Linked DNA regions of Mus musculus: region 1 is linked to region 2. A link is a contact called in public Hi-C data. All regions are on one chromosome and are shown on one strand. The core of a region is the stretch at or near the end of the contact, and the rest is flanking DNA. Distances in the headings are between cores, read along the strand shown. Region 1 has its middle 26 kb from the start of Dad1. Region 2 overlaps Gm30392 (a long non-coding RNA gene).

Region 1 (5,173 bases), core at 1,879-4,378, 240 kb before region 2:
AGAAACTGGTCTGGTTGGGGGCCCTGCCTAGCTGATGGCTGCACCTAGCACTAGGACTTCGTGTTCGCTCTGTTTGGTGGGAAACCAAGGCATTCGGACTAGTCCACCGTGTTTTTTTGTTTGTTTGTTTGTTTTTTGTTTTTGTTTTTTTGTTTTTCGAGACAGGGTTTCTCTGTGTAGCCCTGGCTGTCCTGGAACTCACTCAGGAGACCAGGCTGGCCTCGAACTCAGAAATCCACCTGCCTCTGTCTCCTAAGTGCTGGGATTAAAGGCATGCGCCACCACTGCCCGGCCCACCGTGGTCTTATATAAGCCAGTTCGTATGTTTCCTAAGTTGTCAAAGGGGCAGAGAAATGCGCTGCCTTGGTTCAGGTTTGTAGGATCGAAGGAGGTAATGTTTGCTTTGATGTTGAGCAAGCACACACTATCGTGACTCGGGATTCTAGACGAGGATGTTGCCCGCTCATGTGATATCATTGGAATAACTCAGCCAGGGTCAGCAAGGAGAAGGAAGGATGCCCTAGAGTCGATAAAAATCATGTCTTGCGCCAGGCATGGTGGCGCATGCCTTTAATCCCAGCACTTGGGAGGCAGAGGCAGGTGGATTTCTGAGTTCAAGGCCAGTCTGGTCTACAGAGTGAGTTCCAGGACAGCCAGGGCTACACAGAGAAACCCTGTCTCGAAAAACCAAAAAAAAAAAAAAAAAAAAAAAATCGCGTCTTGCAGTTTTGTTGACCACAGTCTTTTAGGTTTACCTTGGGTATTTCCTGCCCAGACTGACCATGAAACAGACCAGTTGCTCCCACAACCTAAACCATGTTATTTGATCCACTTCACTCTCAAGTTCTGCCAGTCCCATCTTACGTCTGTCTGTGCTTCTTCCATCTGGTGTTTTCTTTATTTTTCCTTGGTTGATAAATTTAATGTGGATGTTTCAGAGAATGGAAGGAACTGGATGGTTTCAAAGTGGATTTCAGGAGGGCTTCAAAACTGGAATCCTGTGGCCTCTCTTTTTGTTTTTGTTTATTTCTGTTTATTTATTTATTTTGGAGACAGGGTTTTTCTGTGTAGCCCTGGCTGTCCTGGAACTCACTCTGTAGACTAGGCTGGCCTTGAACTCAGAAATCAGACTGCCTCTGCCTCCCAAGTACTGGGATTAAAGGCGTGCGCCACCACTGCCCAGCCCTGTGGACTCTGGAAGGGTGGTATGCTCACATTTCCAGGACAAACACACCCTAGGATATTGTAGGACACACTGGCTGGAGGAGGAATGCTTCTCAGAAAACCTGCCTTGAGGGGAGGTGCCTGGAGCGATTGTATCCTGCTACTACTGGCTCAAGGAATCCTACAATCAGGGAAGCCCCTGGGGTGCCAGAGAGGAGGGAAAAAAATGTGTCTCCTCACAGGTGATACAGTGAGAAGCATCAGGGGGGCCATGGGATACCGTGGGGTCCTGTGGTCCTGAAAAAACTGTGACCTTGCAAAAGCTGGAAGTCATGGAAGGAGTAACAGATGTGCGTGATAGAAGCTACTGGGGCCACAGTCACGGGCGAGGTGGGGGACCGCTGCTGAGCGGGGGACCTGGCGGGCCCCAAGCCTATGTGAGCGCCGGCATCCTCACGCAGCAGGCTGCTTTTATCGCAGCATGGGTGCATCCGAGCAAGCGCGCAGGATTATGGTCCATCCTTTCGCTCGTGCTGCCATCCCACTGCTTTGTGTCTGCCTGGGGATTTCGGTTCGCGAAGCATTAGCATACCATTATCTCCTCAGACAACAGGGAGAGAAGGTGGGCATGCATTCCGGTCTCCGTGTGAATAATGGAAAATGGAGAGAGACAGGGGAAAGTTAAATGTGCCACGAAGGACACTGAAGCTTACAGACCCTGCTTTGCCTGACCCCTGCCTGCCTGAGGACTGCCAGGAAGATATTAACAGAGGCCATAAAATTACAGCCATTACGTCTGTCTCCCATGCTCACACAGTGCCCGGACTGTCTGTGCCTTGACTTTAGGCAATCTTGAGTTTAATTTACACACACTGAGGTGCAGCAAACCCAGGCTTTCCAGCTGGATGCATTTTGACAGGCATCTACCCCGATGTGCCCATCATCCAGGTTCAGATCAACCGCCCCGAATTCCAAACCCTTGTTCTCCTTTCCCATCAGTCCTTTCTCCCTAGAGACACCTAGCATGTGAGTACCTGTTATGGGCGACCCCTTTGGCCATTTCTTAAACTTTAGTTGTATGGAGTCAGAGTCCCTGAAACCTGACACAGTGTCTGCCCTTTAACAGGTATCCCGCTGGAAGAAAGCCTTCGTTTCTAAACTACCTGAGAGAATGTTGGTACAAAGAGGAGAACTGAGGCTGCGGGTTTACAGGCTACAGAGTGAAGTCATGGATCCTGGGCCTGCCGGGCCCCATATTCCATCTCCTGGCTTCCAACAGGGTAGTTTCTTTCTGGGTTTCTCTTGTAGCTAGGTCTCCTAAACCTGGGTAGGCAGTGCCCCCTGCTGCCTGAAGGCCTGACCCTAGACTCTTTGCAGGCAGAGAGGATCACACAAGTCTGGAGTCCAGTGACTGGCACAGGGCAGGACCCTGTGAAACAGAAGCCACTTGTCATTTTATTTTCCTTTGGAAAGAGTTTTTCCGTAGGATGCAGGGATTTTCTTTATCCCGAATAAACACGCCGAGGGAGAAAGCCTTTTGGTGGAGTACTGCTGCCCCCGTGTGGCTACCTTAAGACACTACAACAGAGTGGGACTCCCAAGACGAAAGTTTTTCAGGTTTCAGGTTCTGCGACTTCCTAGGACCCTGAGAGACAGATGTCCACTAGGGTTATCTCTTGACACTTAAATTTCCTCCTGGAGTGGAAATGAGAGCGAATGGGGCTTCTTGTGGAAGGTATCTGTTGGGGAACGAGCCTTAGCTGTGTGTGTAGGCAGCTGCCTCTTTCACAACCTGTCCAGCACAAGCTGGACTGGACATAGACTTTCTCCCTTGAACTAAGTATATAGACTTGTCTAATTTGAGGGCAATAGAGGTCAGGGGAGGGGGACTTCTTGGGAGTGGAGCCGCAGTGCCTCCCCAGCCGGCTGCTGTGAATGGGTGTTACCACCAAGACCTGCAAGCCCCACCCAATGTGCTCTCCGTGGCCTTCTTTTCTGCACCTGTGGTTGGGCTGCGGTGTAACGGCCCAGCCTACCTCTTCTGGGCACGTGGCCCGGAGAGATCTTATCTCTAACTCTGTATTTTTAACTCCTCTTTCCAGAGGATGTGGCTTCTGCGGGAGAGCTTCAAAGGGGGACCTGTTTGCCCATGTCAGCAGCCGTGACGTCATGGAAGTGGGAGGCTGTTCAGACCCAAACACCTGGAGGGAAGTGGGAAACTTTTTCCATTTCCTGTTCTACTTCTGGCTATTGATTCACTATCTGACCAGCTTACCCATTTCAGGGTGCAGCTGTCTGTGTGATTCTTGGAGGAAATCCTATGCCTTGTGTGTCTGTATGAAAGGAGACAGCTGTGTTACCCATGTGGCTTTTACCCAAAGCAGGGCTGGCGATCCTTCAGACTGCCCCCCACCCCACCCCACCCCCACCCGTAGCCAGTACATGCAAGAGTTACAGTATTTGACAGGTCTCTCACACTCACCTCTGGGAAATATCCCTCGGGGACCCAGACTTCAATCTTGTCCAGGGCGGGGTGGGCTGGATATAGACTTCCTGCTTTGTAAACCGGAAGCCCTTCTTCCCACATGTTGCTCGAGGAACTAGGTTTCAGTGGGTTTGTGTGGGTCACTGGGGAAACTGAAATGGACATTAAGTGACCTTTGGCCCTGGATGCTGGTTCTCATGTAGGACCAGAGTCTTTAGACTTTTAGAAGCCAGTGTTTCCTGGTAACTGTCCTGCAGGATTCAGTCAACAGTCATGAAGCTAATGTGAGTCTGAACTCTTCAAGGGCGCACCACTCAAGCTCTGATTATTCTAATAGTTTTTGCCAAGCTACTCTATTCCTTGCAAAACCGAGACAGTGGCTCACCTGGCCTCTGTTAACGCCACTACGTTCCCTCTCCAGCTCAGGTCCCTCCCAGTGACTGTGTTGACCGTCATGATGTCATCTGTTGGTATCTGTTGGGTGCAAGGTACTGCACTAGGTATGGAGGAGCTACTGGTGAGCAAGGTATTCCTCCTATCCGAAGGGTCATCTATAGTCCCTTGCCAACATGTCACCTGGTAATAAAACACTATTAGATTTGATATTAGACATGAGCTTTGGGAGTTGGATTTTATGGTATACCCCAAACAAAAATGAGACAAAACTAAACCCTTGAAGCCTCAGGGGGTGGCCTGAGTGGTCAGAGCACACACCTGTCCAGCCTGCCTGTTTCTGGACTGAACTGTGACTCCAGCTGCACCGGACAACGTTGCAGAACACTTTCCACAGTTCTAGCCTTGGAACGTGAAGGGTCCGTTTTTTTTTCTGCCTTCAGAGCTGGCCTGCAGAAAACCCCTTAGGGAGTAAGGGCATTTATCTAGACTCTAGAGATACCCATTTTACAGCTGGCCCTGGCAAGGAGTTTGCTGGGCTATGGGTGCCTTCTCTTCGGGAGTTGGTCCAGACTGGTCTGGGAGCAGTGGCAGCCTTGTGACCATTGTCATGTCTTCAGGTTTCCTCAGTAGCCTCTTCCAGACTAAGCAGTGAGAGACCCAGAGTCCGACGTCGAAGAGTCTCTGCCTGTTCCCCACACTTGTTCAGCTCCTGTGGAGATTTAGCCTCAGCTGTGGGAGAAAGTTCTTGTTCTGATTGGATGGCGATGAAGTTGACTTTGATCTATCAGTGGCCTCCTGTCTGCCTTGTCCCGGCCTCGCTTGAGTTGGGGCTGGAAGCTATCTATATTCACTTCACCGCTGTGGGAGGCCCTTCAAATCCCTGCCACGTCACCTCACTCTGGTCCTCAGGTGACGTTAGGGTTCTTGTGACCTCTGGATGTTGCTCTCTGGGGACACTGGGCTAGCATGGTTCAACCGAGGCTGGGCCTCTTTCACGTTTAGTGAGGAGGTCTGTCTTTGATTCCTATACTGCCTTCTAGGCTTCTTACTCTGTTCCATTCCCACAAGGTCCCCCTTCAGCCTCTGCATTATGGCAGCCAGTTTTTAGGAGCCCGGCATCTCCTCAGC
Region 2 (5,401 bases), core at 2,123-4,622:
TTATCAGAATATCACACCATGCACTTCATTATAAAATGTTCATACATACATATTACTTTTATTGTACTTACCCCCCATCACCCACAACTTTTCTCTATTCTCTCTTTTATACTCTAATAGTCATTTTATATTTTCACATTTCTTTTTGGTTTTAAATTTCAACTATAATTTTATAAGGAGTTCTAAAATGCAGCTAAAGAGAATAGTTAATGTATGTTGGAAATATAGTTATTGTCAGTGAGTATTATGCACTGTATACACTTACATGTCCTGTACTATATATTATACTTTTATGTCTGGCAGTGATGTCTCCCCATCCCCCTCTCTCTCCCCTTCCCTTCTTTAGACAGTTCCACAGCTAATGTGAGTGTGTGTGTGTGTGTGTGTGATCCACAAATATGAGAAAATATAAGATTTATCTTTCTAAGTCTGCCTTAACTTGCATAACTTAATGATCTCCAGTTATACTCATTTCCCTGTGGATAGCATGCTTTTATTCTTCTTTATGGCTGAATAAAATTTTATTGGGTTTGTACCATATTTTCTTCATCCATTACTTTGGCTTTTATTCGTGTGTTTATTTGGTTTTGATGTTTCTGAGGTAGGGCCTCATGTACTTAAGGCTGACCTCAAACTTGCTGTATAGCTAAGGATAACCTTGAATTCCTGATGCTGTTGCTTCTGTACAGGCCTGGGCCACAATGCTTTGCTCCTGTTCCTTGTTGATGGACACTTAGGTTAATTCCAGGACTTAGCTATTGCAAATGGTGAGGTGATAACGATCAATGTCCAAGTATTTCTATGATGTTGACTGAAGGTATTTCATTTATATATATACATATATATGAATAAATAAATATAATAGTACACCTGGGTCACCAGGATTTCTTTTTAACTGCCATACAGATTTTCACGCTGGCTAAACTAATTTACATTTCCATCAGGAACATATAAGGGTACCCCTCTCTCTGCATTGCCAATATTTTTAGCTATTTATTTTCTTATGATTTCCATACCCTCTGAGTGGTGCAAAATAAAAAGAAAAATTCCAGTTTCACTATAATTCTTCTGTTGTCAGTCATTTGTGTAGCCTGTCTTCAATTGAAATAGCATTATGAGGTTTGAACAAACATATTTTATATCAGAGCCCGAGAAGTTAACTAGAGCATATATCCTTCTATGGTTATTTTGTTAATTCTTTATATTTTCTCTCTTTGCCTTAGAAGAGAAAACAAGGAAGGACCTGAGCAGAAAACTCCAGATGCTAGACTTTGGCCAGTATCCAGAAGAGTGAAAAAAGAGATAAGAAGAGGAGGAGGGGAGAGGAGAAGGACGGGGAGGAGGAGAAGTTAGACTTTCCTAGGTAACTGAGAAAAGTCAGCAGGCTCAGTCCATCCACCTGCCTGTGGCTGCCTGAGCCTTAGCACCTGGGGCAGGCTTTCTGAGAAGGAACAGTGTATTAACCTGAGAGGGTGGTGAGAAGGAAAGACACACAAAGAAAGGACCTAAGACACCACAGGCCTTTATTCTAGGGAAAAAAAACCTTACAGGTGGGGGCTCTCTGTAAGAATCAGATCTCCCCTCTGCTTGCATCTGGGGGCAGCTATCGGGTAGGAAGGGAAGAGACTGCATCTGGGGCAGTCATAGGGTAAAAAGAGTAGAGATTGTATGGGGACAATTATAGGGTAGGAAGGGGGAGCGAATGCATCCAGGGTAGTAATAGGGTAGAAGGGATCGCATCCAGGGAAGTTATGGGATAGAACGGGGACTGAGAAGAAGGAGGTTGAGAAATTTCCTGTTTTGGCTGGCACTGGCAGTTGCTATGGGTAACTAGTGAATAGTCATTAAAGAATGTTCAGTGATCTGAATTGATTAGCATTCTTCCTGGCTAGTTGTTAATTGGGGTCAACAGGGCCGGAAAGACAAGAATCCAGAGAAACATGTTACTTTAAAATCTGAAACAAAATTTCTGACGTGACTAGAACTGTCGAAATTCAACCAAAGTAAATGTGCTTTACAAAATGGAGCAGCTACAGCTAACATTCCTGATCTAGAGAGGTGGAAAGGGGGACACAGCTGTCACGCCTGTAGCTTTTTCCTGCTGGAAAGGGGGGCGTCCTCATTGGGAGGGGGCCGTCTCTGATGCCAGAGATTTTGGAAGAGAGGGTTTGACGTCTCTTTTGGCAGTGTCACGGATAACAGAGCTCAGGCTTTGGCAATCTCATTAAAGGGATAATTATTCTTTCCATCTCTCACAGGGCTTAAGGTGAATCCACCTTCCCGAGGCATGGATTTTGGCTAGGTGATTGACTGGCTCAGTTGGATTAATGTTTATGTTTTGGGAGGTTTGCAACGTTATGTCTCTACCCAGGCAAAGAAAATAGTTTTCTTTTAATGGGCTTCTCCAGATCCCTGATCAAATATCTCACAACAAAGGAGTAGTTCTGAAATGTTATCAGAAGGGAACAAAGTTCTTACGGGTAAGGACAATGAATACTTCTCATGCTGAAGTTGTAAAAAAATCTCTATTTGGTTTGACTGCCCCCTTCCATCTCTAAATAGATCTTTCCTGGCACCTAGTTGAAGGGCTTATATTCAGTTTTTGATATCAACAGAGCAGGGTATCTCACTAACTTAGAATTGGGTGAGTCTAAGTCTTTCCTTGATGTAACAGTACAGAGCTGTTAACACAGTTTTGTGAATCCTTCCATGTTCCTATCTGTAGCATCAATACCTGAATAACTTATGAGTAGTTAAAACTAAAGACCTAATACATCCTGTGTGCACTGTAATTTTTTTAAAGCCCTGGTATCATTATCTTAAGTTTGAATAAGAAGCCCAGCATTCTATTGGACCCTGAAAATTACATAGACAGTCCTGCTGATGGTTGGTTGGTATCTTTGCATGCTCAGGAGTTAATGTTTTTCTCCATATGCTAATTACTCACCATTGTGCAGAACAATAAGGCACAGCTTTATTAGCCATTCACTGTCCCTGCTGTTTCAATTTTTCCACTATGTGAATGCCACAAGTTTCGAAGGTCCTTAAACACCTTAACATACTCCTTCGAGTAGAGATTCTTACACGACAGAAGGAAGTACTGTGACTGCCTTCTGGAAGATGCTCAATGGACCTTTCTATTATTTCCACTAAGCTCACAGTCAACTCACAGGAGATTCCTGGTCAGAGGATCCACAGAAGTGCCATTTAATATGTCTCCATCCCCTTTCTCCAGCAGGAACGGTGTCAACAGCTGTTCCTGAGTGGGCTTTTATCGTGCAGAAAGCCTCTGAGCTCAGTGTAACTCCAGCCCCCATCTGTTCTGATGTCAATTCAACAGTCTTCCTGCTTTCATCTCCACCGCCTCTGTTCTCAGCAAAACAGCCTGAATGAGGCTCCTGAGTGGGGGCAAGATCACACCATCCTCTTCCCAGAGGCTTCCTGTGGCTTTCTGTTTCACCTAGCCCTTGAACACGCAAGGTGTTTACTGGCTGAGAACTGGTCCCTTTTCTCTCCCTGGAAAGCTCTTGCCCCAGATATCTTCAAGGTGTTCTCTCATCTTCTTCAAAGGCTTTCTCAAATGCAATTGCCTACTGTGACATCCTACCTAAAATTTCAAGGGGACTTCTCTCTCTGTCATCTCACACAGCAGCCACTATACCTCTAATTGCTTTGATTTCTCTCTCTCTCTCCTCATCTAACACATTGTGTAATTTACTTGTGTTTAAAGCTTATTAAATTCAGTTTTCAAAGAACCTGTTATACTATGCATTTTGTTATGGACATAGCACCCAGAATAAAGTCTGGCAAACAGTGGACACTGAGTAAACACCCATTGAATAATTTTTTGAACTGAGACAAATATGCTTCCTGCATTACAAAGGGCTGGTCATTGTCCACACGACTATGCACATTTCTTCCACAACTGCATCCGTGTTTTGGATTAGGTCTCACATACAGGTCAAGTTGTTTTTTCTGTGGACTGTTCTTCTGGGGAGGGACTTGGTTTACTTAAGGTGTTCTTTGGCCTAGTGCTTGAATCAATCAATTTTGGAATAGTGCTGAGGTTTCAGAGAAGGCCTGGAGGCTCAGGGTTCCTTTATATTGATGTATTTACATACCTGCCTTCAATGCAGGGTAAGACACTTAGAGTTTCTCTGTCTCAAGACTGAGAGCTCTTTCATAGGGTCTGTCATAAGCTCTGTTAATTCTCTGTGTTTTCCCTGAAAATGGGCCTGTATGCTGTCTCTGGAGAAGCCACGTACTTGCTCTTTCTTTGTCTTTATGGATTTCCTTCAGTAAACATAGTTCTTAGAAGCTCTGATAAGTGACATATATATTTTTCATTTTAAATGTCAGAGAGATACAGCTGATAAACACTATCAGTGGAGTGAGTGACTGGATACAAGATTAACTAAAAAAAAAAAATCATTAGCCTTCCTATATACAAATGACAAATGGACTGAGAAAGAAATTCAGAAAACAACACCTTTCACAATGGCCTCAAATAATGTGTTGTATCTTGGGGTAATTCTATCCAAGCAAGTGAAAGATTTATGTAATAAAAACTTCAAGTCTTTGAAAAACGAAATTGAAGTAGATATCAGAAAATGGAAAGAGCTCTCATGCTCATGGATTGGTAGGGTTAACATAATAAATATGGCCAACCTACCAAAAGCAATCTGTAGATTTACAGATTCAACACATCCCTCATCAAATCTCCTAAACAACTCTTTACCAACCTTGAAAGGACAATTCTCAATCTCATATGGAAAAACAAAAACCCAGGATAGCTAAAACAATCCTGAAGAATAAAATAATTGCTGGAAATATCACCTTCCCTGATTTCAGGTTGTACTACAGAACTATAATAATAAGGACTGCATAATATTGGCACAAAAATAGACATGTTAATAAATGGAATCAAATTTAGGACTCAGACATAAATCTACACATAAATGGATACTTGATAAAGAAGCCAGAAATAAATACTGAAAAGAGACAGCATCTTCAACAAATGGCGCTGGTCAATCTGGATGTCTGCATATAGAAGAATGAAAATAGATAAATATTTATCATCTTGCCCAAAACTCAAGCCCAAAGTGGAAAGACCTCAATATAAAACCAGAAACACTGACCTTGACTGATGAGAAAGTGAGGACTAGCTTTGAATGCAACATTGGCACAGGAGATGATTTTCTGAATTGAACACAGATAGTGCAGGCACTAAGATAAACAATTAATAAATGGGACTTCACGAAACTGAAAGGCTTCTGTAAGGCAAAGGACACCATCAGTTGCTCAAAGCAGTAGCCTACAGAATGGAAAAAGTTTTGTTGTTGTTGTTGGTTTTTTTTTTTTAAGGTCATATCCAATAGAGGACCAATATCAAAAATGTAAA

The links. Hi-C and Micro-C count contacts between places; a contact is called where the count stands out from the background.
Region 1: a Hi-C map of the P5424 cell line shows a contact between it and region 2, with 2.3 times the contacts expected there. The contact joins two enhancer-like sites. A contact is called at or near these places in 1 of 15 datasets of contacts at CTCF or cohesin (CD8 T cells), 1 of 484 Hi-C or Micro-C datasets (the P5424 cell line) and 2 of 115 datasets of contacts at active chromatin or transcription factors (CD8 T cells and large pre-B cells).

The regions. Positions count from the first base shown.
Region 1 is chr14:54,225,641-54,230,813 of GRCm38.p6, reverse strand. No RefSeq gene overlaps it. Among named protein-coding and RNA genes, the nearest start is that of Dad1, 26 kb to the left of the region's middle. Within about 2 kb of position 3,128, at least 240 of the 459 cell types and tissues checked have an H3K27ac peak or open chromatin away from gene starts, as enhancers often do. A contact at or near this core is called in the P5424 cell line, where this site is marked.
Region 2 is chr14:53,989,567-53,994,967 of GRCm38.p6, reverse strand. All of the region lies in intron 1 of Gm30392 (a long non-coding RNA gene), which reads left to right. It also overlaps Tcra and Tcrd. Among named protein-coding and RNA genes, the nearest start is that of Gm30392, 3.3 kb to the left of the region's middle. Within about 2 kb of position 3,372, at least 8 of the 459 cell types and tissues checked have an H3K27ac peak or open chromatin away from gene starts, as enhancers often do. A contact at or near this core is called in the P5424 cell line, where this site is marked.